3 separate regions of the Danio rerio genome follow, and regions 2 and 3 are each linked to region 1. Evidence: chromatin contacts called from public HiCAR-type and Micro-C data. All regions are on one chromosome and are shown on one strand. Each heading gives the region's core, a stretch centred on a gene start, on an enhancer-like site or on the middle of the called end of the contact. The rest is flanking DNA. Distances are from core to core; before and after follow the strand shown.

Region 1 (3,115 bases), core at 295-2,794:
AATTGATTTAACAATGAAGGCAACATAAAACAACAGTTTGGTTGCTTGGAGTTTTAAACCTTTTCATTTTGTACTAAAATGAATACGCAAAGAAAAAATATAGGCTAAGCGATATAATCCCCAAATGATAAACACGCTTTCGGGAAAAAAAAATTAAATAAGCATTATTTTCCGGAGTTCACTTACTTTCAGTCTGAATGCTGTTAAAAGGCACCGTATTTTCAAGCTGGGAGACTAAAAGGAGTCTTGCTTGTCCAAGTTGCTTATTGTCTCTAATGGATCAGCTTTGGATGAGGACATCATTTTAATTTATGGCTTATGCATTCTTCAAAGGTCAATATGCTTGACCCCGGGCGAAAGTTGAGAAACAATTCCCATGCTCGCAGAGAACTATTTTGCTTTTACGCATATATTTGTTTGTTTGTTTTCATTATAAGCTACCAGCTTAACATTCACATACGGTTAGAAGAATAGTCCGATCATAAATACACAAAGGATTTCAATGTTTAATAGAGAGAAAGTCCAAAAGAAGTCCAGTCGGATTCTTACAGCGCGTCTCCCGTTATTGTCAATGAATAGTACCGCTCTGTGGACACATGTGAAATTACCTCCCGTATAGGTAGTTTATCAGCAGTCCGGATGACAACTACCGGCTGTCTATTAGTCAGAAAAAACAACTAGTTAAATATCTGTATGTTTACGCAATAAAGATCATAAGGACATTGTTAGCAATCAGACCTGCGCATCATTGTTTCCGCTTGGCGCGTGCGTTTGTGAATCTACCACAACAGTTCAGCAGCGGACAATGAAGTACAAACAAAACATTATCACAGCTGAGAATACACACAATAACAACTTCCATACAGCCTTTTTAACTTTTTAATGTTTGTCGTCAATATCTGTTGCAGTTTTTTGGTGAAATAAGCTTTAAATCTCTCTTCTGTCAACCGGAGTCTCACGCGTCACTCTTCGCTGAAAACCGCCGTAAAAACAAAAATCAATCCTGGACATGCAAAACGTTTAAAATATAGTTTGGATTTTACTGTAACGCTTCTGTAAGTTAATGTGAATGTATAAACACACTAGCTGCGGTGTTACGAGGAGAAATGACGGTAAACACAACATGACGGCAAGCCACGAAATCACGGACGACAGGTTACCAATGATAAAAGTTTACCTTGATGTGAGGCAGGGTACCAAAATAAGCCCTCGTCTTCGCCGTATCCCGTGATTGGTTTTAAAACAGGTTAAAAATAATGAACACTGATGTGTAGTAGCAAAGAAAGAAAAAAAAAACTGAAGTGTATCGCTTCCACTGACCGTAGAGGGAATCCCGCTTTGGCTGTATGAAGTTGAACTGTCAAAACTGCTGAGAGCAGTTGTAAGTATATTTATCGCGTTTTCCCTCTCTACTCTAAAACAGAAGCGACAGAAGACGATGGTTACTGCTGTCAATCTTGGCAATCAATGCAAGCGGCCATGTCGCAAGTATTCAAAGCATTTCCCGTCGTGCAACATCAGAAAGTGAGTGGCCAGGGCATTGATCTGAGGAAAGAGGCAGGGCTCCCCCTCCCAGACAACACGAGAGAGAGAGAGAGAGAGAGAGAGAGAGAGAGAGAGAGAGAGAGAGAGAGAGAGAGAGAGAGAGAGAGAGAGAGAGTCTTTAACGGGGTGGAGTAGAATAGTGGAGATTGGGGGGAAAGTCAAAGCTCAGGTAATAGTTTTTTTTAAATCAGGAGCCAGATTAATCTAAATTATATAGGTTATGTTTAGGTTGAATATAGGTTAATATTTAAAATATCGATATTTTTATCATTTGTTTGTATACTGTTAGGTAATATTTAATGTAAAAAACACATTTGCACACATCTACGCGTCATTTGTAAAGGTTATGCGTCATTTAAAAGATTTTTTTGCATTTTAAACACAATCATATTAAGAACTGGCGCAGAAAAAAATGTAGGCTATATAAATAATGCTATAAAATACAATTAAAAATACAGAATTTGGCTAACCTGGCATGAAAGATATTAAATGTATAGGCATTTCTTTTATTGACTTAGCCTACTTTTGAGGATAACTTTGAATAATTAGGCGACGGCAAAGCTCTTACTTTTATTTAGACTTTGTATGTACAAATTAGACCGTATAAAAGGCTACAGACAAACTTCAGTTCTGCTGATAAACATTTGCCCTATTCAAGCATTTAATGGAATTTCACGTTACCTGGGGTAAACCAAACCTCACTTCAGAGGAAAAAAATATATTCCATACATGCTTTCACGCTAAGAAATTAAATAATTGTTTACGCAGTTCGGCTGAAAGAATGCATATTGCGTCCATTCATGCAAAGCGTCTTTGCTTCAAAAATGGTAAAACAATGCTTTACACCTGGAACTAGCTACTGGTGTCAGATTTGTGCCAGCAACCAAAGGCCATCTCAGGTCATTCTACAAAGCCGAATGAAAAATCTGCTGAAACAGTGTAACATTTTGTATGATTGTTCAGTTATTACATCAAATTATTTAATCAATATATCGACAGAGATGGAGCCTCAAGAGCAGCATTTAAACTCTCCACTTCATGTATCTCTCTGAATAAAAAGGTTAATAATTTATATTGTTAATTGTAATTTATCATTTTAAATATATTTATATAACACCTAAAATTGCAATCTAATTTAAATTCACGAAGACAAGCATTATTATTGGATAACACTATTAGAACTCAGGTAAGCGATTTTGAAATATTCTCAATTGTTTTACGGTGTCTGTACTTGATTTATGCGTATTGCCTAAAACATTACATTTAAATAAAATAAAACGCATTTATTTAATAACTCTGTTTGATCCCTTGTTGAGATAGCCTTTCCTTTACACTGATAAAAAATGTTATATAATTAAAATATCCAAAATGTGTGCATGAACAAAAAAATCCCACACTTTTTAGACTATTCACCAGAAATTAAACATTAGGTCATGAGGAGAATACTCGCTCTTAAAATGCCACAGATCAGGTCAGATGAGTTCGAATTTTGAATGTAGCCTACAGCGCACTTTAGGAATGCAGGTTAGCCAAACTATGAAGATTAAAATAAATACAACACTGACAGACT
Region 2 (3,115 bases), core at 293-2,792, 410 kb before region 1:
TATATGAAGCAACCTTTTTTATTTTAGTTTCTTAGATTATGTAAAAAGCAGTATAGTATGTACTTTCCTACAATACAAATAATTGCCTGCTCTACCAAATGGTTGACCATATTTTGAATAATGGTTTCAAATAATGTTTTTTAATGTAAAGAATGACCGTTTTAAATAATGGTTTATACTACACAGCATTGTTGCTTTTTTAAAAAAGTCAAACAAACACAATCCTTTTGCACTACTACACTTGATTTTGGTTTTATTGTAAAAACAACAAAATATGTTAAATGAGTATCTGAAATATTTTATGCCATACTTAAAAAATCAAGAGGATTTAGTATTCAATCATGTATTATTTTCATTATTTTTAAAAAAATACATTGGTCTTACACTTCATACTTTCTGATTTTAAACCGACATATCAACCATTAGATATTTTAGAAATTATAAGATGTGTTGAAAAAAATGCATTAAGTGTGTTAATTAGGAATTAAGAAATACAATCCAAACATTTTTTTCTTGGTGAGGCAGATAAAGGGATAAAGCAAATGCGTCAAACTTTTCTGCTAATCTGGTCTTTGTAATAGGCTGTTAAAGACAGAGATTATAGAAATTAAATAAATAAAATTATCCCACCTCACCTTTAACAATTTCAATACAGTATATAAAATATAGTTATTGATAATATGTTAATAATGGAGTAAAAATATTGAGATTTTTAGTTTAATATGAAAATATGATACATTTCTACAAATATCCACAGGTCATATGGCTGGCTCCACATTTTATGATCATCCATACTGACAAATGATTAGTCCTTCAGCTCTTTACTTCTATAAAATTAGTTTGTTTTGTTTTTAGGTAAATTTATTTTTCATATGTTTTGTGAGCAAACAAAACATAACCAGTAATGTCTGTATTAAAATAATAGGTGCGCCAGACCAAGAAAAATACGTTCTTGGCTTATGTGTGCACATTTCCATCATTGTAGTGGACAGTGAGGTTCTGCAGAGAATCTCCTGCTGCTCCAGAGGTAAGTTTCTAAAGCATATTTCATCACATGATGCCTGCTGATAATGATTTGATTGTGCTGCTTTGACCAGTGGCCTGTAGCATTTGCATCTCTAATATTAAAGCTAATCTGATATTTCTGCGCAAGGGCTAATGTTGACATACTGTAGCTCACTGATCATACAAGTGGACAGGCTCCCAGATAAGACTCAAAGTGATTCTGAAATGAATCAGAGAAAATCACGCTCAAGGAAAAGTTCTGATTAAAATCTGACAGCGGTTTTTGTGAAAGATCATTAGCAACGAAGAGGCCTTGCGTGATTCACCTTCCCTCGGACTGCAAGAGACCAAAGAGCCACAAAGATCACATGCTCATAGTATTGTCTTCCAGCCAGACTTTTAACATCAAACCTGCACTGTCTCTGGAGGAACAGGCCTGCGTGAAGAGACATGGCTAACTAGCACCAGAGGCTAGCAGAGGCAGTTCTTAGCACCGTCACACAGACACAGAGGTGTGCTTTATGTCGTCTTACAAAGACTCACTTGTTCTAAACACCGAAGGTCCAATCAGTGCTATAGGATATGTTTGAGGAATAGGTGGCCATATAGATGGCAGTTTGGACAATATTAGCCTATGTGATCAGCAGGCGTGGAGTTAAACAGACGGATTTTTTCCAGAACACCTGTGTGTGAATACAAACAACAAAGAACTTTTATAAAGATGTGATGCTCAGCTATTACTTGCCTTTTACACATAATTCGAATCTTTTTTTATTTATGTATTTTTGCTTATTTATATAGCTAAGTTTAAAGAATACAATTTTATATCTAACATAAATGCACACATTTACAATGATATATTTTCTGACTGCATATTTTTATGTCTACATAGGTCATTGGTTATGATTTTGTATTCATAGAAAATGTAGTTACAATGTTCTTTGTATTTAATTGGTGAAATGCAAACAAAAGAGCTTTCATTAGGATCTGAGGCTCTTACTGGATTTTGTAATCTAAATATTACATTTATACAATTTCTTACAATTGTTTTTGAATGTAAAAACATTTTTTATCAATGTTTGAATTCTCTCGAGTTAAATATTAAGTTTATTTTGTGAACTTATGATGACATTTCTTCCACATTTAAAATAGAAATGTTTTAATTTAAATAATTGTTTTGCATAAAATAAAACATTTACATTTTTGACAACATAATATTCATTCATTAATTTTTTAGCTTAGTCCCTTTATTAATGAGGGGTCGCCACAGCGGAATGAACTGCCAACTTATCCAGCATGTGTTTTACGCAGAGGATGCCATTCCAGCCACAACCTAGCAATGGGAAACACCAATATACTCTTGTATTCACACCCACACATACACTACAGCCAATTTGGCTTATTCAATTCACCTGTACCGCATGTCTTTGGATTGTGGGGGAAACCAGAGAACCCGGAGAAAACACAGGGAGAACATGGAAACTCCACACAGAAATGTCAACTAACCCAGCTGTGGCCGGTTTACCAGCAACCTTCTGGTTGAGACAACATCGCTACCCACTGCGCCAACGTGACGCCCCAATATAATACTACTGGAAATAAGGTATTTTTTAATGTGATTTTCAATCACAACAAACTTAAACATTTGCTATTTTGATCTATCTTCTGTAAAAAAAGTAAATAAATAAATAAAAATACTTGTATTTGAATCAAATGTTATCAGACTTAAAAACAAGCAAATAATTAACATTCAACTCAAACCCCTATTTGCGTATATACGGTTGAATCAATTATTAGCTCTTCCGTGATGTTTTTTCTTTTTTTATATATATTTCCCAAATTATGTTTTACAGAGCAAGGAATTTTCAGTTTTTCTTCTTTTGGTGAAAGTCTTTATTTATTGTGGCTAGAATAGAGGCATTTTTTAAAAAATGTTTAAAAAAACATTTTAATGTCAATATTATAGCTCGCTTAAGCTTTTTTTTTTTTTTTTTTTTTTTTTGATTATCTACAGCAGGGGTTTTAAAAACTTTTCAGCCCACGACCCCTAAAAAAGCAATGCCAGTGACTTGCATCCCCCAAATTCCTCAGAGGTGGTAATAAATATACA
Region 3 (3,115 bases), core at 281-2,780, 260 kb before region 1:
TAAAATAGGAGGGATTTTTATCCGATTTTAACGTCAGGAAATTAAAAAAAGACATTGTCTTTATATCACCCCAATATGACTGTGGACTCAATATACCTACACACAGTTCTGTAGAAACAGTTTACAAAAGATAATTTTCACCATAGGTGCCCTTTAAATAATATATTCCCATGTAAGATGTAGTACAGTCAAAGTAGCATAGAAAGTCAGTTACAACATAACAGTGTATATACTGTACCTACAGTATACTTTATTTGCTATACTTACTCTGTCAAGTCTTAGAACAGAGCGATTTAACAAAAAAAAAATGTAGACTGAATAAAACACATTTTCATACACAGTTCATGTAATGAAATGCAGCTATGCATTTTCTCCTTTCAGAGTGTGTTTTTCTGGAGGACGCAGTCTGAAAACCAAGAATCCTCTGGTAACAATGATGACCCCCTTCAAAAAGAGGTCAGCCATTTACACACTATAACTGCTGAGGTAAGCATCAGAGCCCAACGTCTGTCTTTATGTTTTAATCACTCCCAGCAGAGAGATTCCCAGCCTAAAACCAACAACTGGACACATTACGGGACGCCCCATTTTATCAAGACAGGAAAATGAAGTTGAAAACGATAAAGGAAGAGACTTCCTCTGTACTAAACCAAGATCCAGATGAACATCGTAATAGCATCCTTTACCTTTCCATTGTGCTCAGGGACACTGAAGCAATTAATGAACAAGTGGGACAACCCGAGGATGCCTCTGGGATGGCTGAAAAACTCAACTCAAACAAATAAAAGAGAAAACAGAAAGACAGATTAATAAACATCAAATCAAATCTGCTACTGTTTTGTTTTCACATGGAGGTCTCTTTTGTCTTATTCATGTTAAAAACTGTACAGAACAAAAGACACGAACTGTACGTATCAATTTTTCATCACTGCGATCTACTCAGGATGCTATAATAAGCCTTAAAAAATGCATGACATTGAAATCTAGGATTTACCCGACAGGATGCAAGACATAGTTGCTCAAAGGTGAATAATTAACATTACACTACTGCACCTGTTATAACTGCAACAAAACAAGACGTACAAGCCCCTCAACTCCTGACACCTCATTCTTCCGCCCCCCATGTTGTTTGCCGCCCATAAATAATGAAAGCACACTGCTTTTGCAGAGATTGAAGTTTGTAACCTACTGCTACAATCCCGGCTCAGCGCGGAGAACACCATCGGAGCTCGGCATCCAACAAGGTCCATATTGACCCACGACCTCCACTGAGCGCTGCCACGCACACACACAAAAGAGTGTGTGTGGCAACCTGGACACTTTGCTCTGAAAGAGAGTTTACTTCCAAATAAATAGTTAATGCAGCATACCTGTTTTGATGAAATAATTCATTGACGCAGAGTAACATCTGTAATAACTAACTAGATGCCACGTTCGGAGAAAAACAAATTCAAGGCTGATCAATAGAGGCCTTGGGGGTTTATTTACTGTACCCTGATCAAGGCTGTGAGATTAGTATAGGTATAGTGCAAATAGGACCATGCACCCTCACACACACACACACTGGCCCATCCCCTTCCTCACTGCAGCGCTGGACGGTAGATGTGGAGACGCTCTCATTAATATGTCTATGGAAAACAGCCTTCAGGCAGTTGGAATAGAAAGCAGCCCTACGGAGAGTTCGCTGGACACGCGGGCCCATCAGGAATCACCCAGCACAATGCTAAATGGGGTTTGTGTTCGCTTTTACTCAGCGTCTCTACCGCTGCGCGAACTAAGCTTACGGAAAAATCCATAATGCTGAGCAGAATGCATAATGGCACAAAATAACACAGGAATCTAAGAAAACCGCCGCCGTAAACATGAAAGCCAATTATAAGTAATTTATTGACGTCCAAGGTTCCATCCTTAAAATATTAAAACGCACAACGGATTTCAAACAAGAAGATGTGAAGAGAGGTTTTGATGTGGAGAACAGGTGAAGATCACTTATACGGACAAGTTTCTGAAGCTTTGAATGGAAGAACTGCACAAAAATCGGAATCAGAAGCAATAATAAATCCACAGGAATTTGCTTTAACTAAGCCATGAGATAATTAAATGTTAATAGTCCTTGTTTAGCATTTCTACAAGGGATTATAAACAGATAGACAGCGTCTAATTCACATATAGCACACTTCGTCTTTTCTGCACTCCTATAAAAACATGCCGTCTGCTTTGACGCGTCTCGACGCAATCTAAATGATCATTGCTGACCCCGAAGAAAGAAATATGGATCGGCAATGGTGTTCACGCTATTAAAACTGAAAGTGGCTGCAAATAATGAAGAGTATTTTTAAAGCACGCTGAGACAAGAGGACAGGGTTTTTCTTAAACTGTCACTCCGTGAGTAATCATGATTGCACTCCGCGTCAGATGGAGAGAAGGGAGCACATACGCACACTTCCACTTCCCCATCCATCTCTCATCGCATCCGCCACCGGAGGAAACATCTCTCTCCCCTGCTCCATCTCAGACTAGATTTGCGCCTCTTCACTCAAACGGGCAGATGAGGCAAGTGTTACAAATATGTGTTTTATATTCAGCGAAAAATCATAAAGTCAGGCAGAGGTCTTTGGCGCATTATGCGCAGCTCAACCTGCTTACGTGACAAAACAATCAAAACTGCAAAGCAGCCTTCGCTAGATACATTAATTAGCTGATTCTGACATTAGGTATCGCACATGCTTTTAGGTGGTCCAATTATGGTAGGTAGTTCAATGCAAATGCAGATGCATTTCATTACCAAATAAAGCTGGACAGGGTGTTATTCACCAAAAGTCAATTATTTACAATAGTTGAGAATTTATGCAAATGTAATTACAGATATAGAATAAGAAATAATGGAAAATGACTCCCAGCACACAGGCCATGTTTCATACTCGTATATTTGCGTGAAAGCTGACAGCATGTGTGTGTGAATATATTTTTGTGTACATTACTCTGATTGAAGGTTTATAAGTTAAACCACAAACACACAAACCTACAACATATTCTTGACTAAACAAATGGTCATAGCATTGTGCTACTTACAATTGACGTTTAGTTTAAGACTGTTAACTGGATTAAAGCATGT

What was found. Hi-C and Micro-C count contacts between places; a contact is called where the count stands out from the background. HiCAR-type assays count read pairs that join an accessible place to other places.
Region 2: a contact with region 1 is called in a Micro-C map of caudal fin, with 8 times the contacts expected there. The contact joins the enhancer-like site here to the promoter of sox6 in region 1. A contact is called at or near these places in 4 of 18 Hi-C or Micro-C datasets (caudal fin, hematopoietic stem cells, skeletal muscle and 1 more) and 1 of 4 datasets of contacts at active chromatin or transcription factors (caudal fin).
Region 3: a contact with region 1 is called in a HiCAR-type map of caudal fin, with 12 times the contacts expected there. The contact joins the enhancer-like site here to the promoter of sox6 in region 1. A contact is called at or near these places in 8 of 18 Hi-C or Micro-C datasets (caudal fin, embryo, fibroblasts and 2 more) and 2 of 4 datasets of contacts at active chromatin or transcription factors (caudal fin and embryo).

Annotation. Positions count from the first base shown.
Region 1 is chr7:27,273,801-27,276,915 of GRCz12tu, reverse strand. It overlaps sox6 (SRY-box transcription factor 6), which reads right to left and starts at 1,544. Exons shown (of 18, transcript NM_001123009.2): 1 at 1,178-1,544.
Region 2 is chr7:27,686,273-27,689,387 of GRCz12tu, reverse strand. It overlaps a transcript of cyp2r1 not described here. Among named protein-coding and RNA genes, the nearest start is that of calca, 22 kb to the left of the region's middle. Within about 2 kb of position 1,542, at least 3 of the 62 cell types and tissues checked have an H3K27ac peak or open chromatin away from gene starts, as enhancers often do.
Region 3 is chr7:27,537,121-27,540,235 of GRCz12tu, reverse strand. It overlaps a transcript of cyp2r1 not described here. Among named protein-coding and RNA genes, the nearest start is that of calca, 170 kb to the left of the region's middle. Within about 2 kb of position 1,530, at least 3 of the 62 cell types and tissues checked have an H3K27ac peak or open chromatin away from gene starts, as enhancers often do.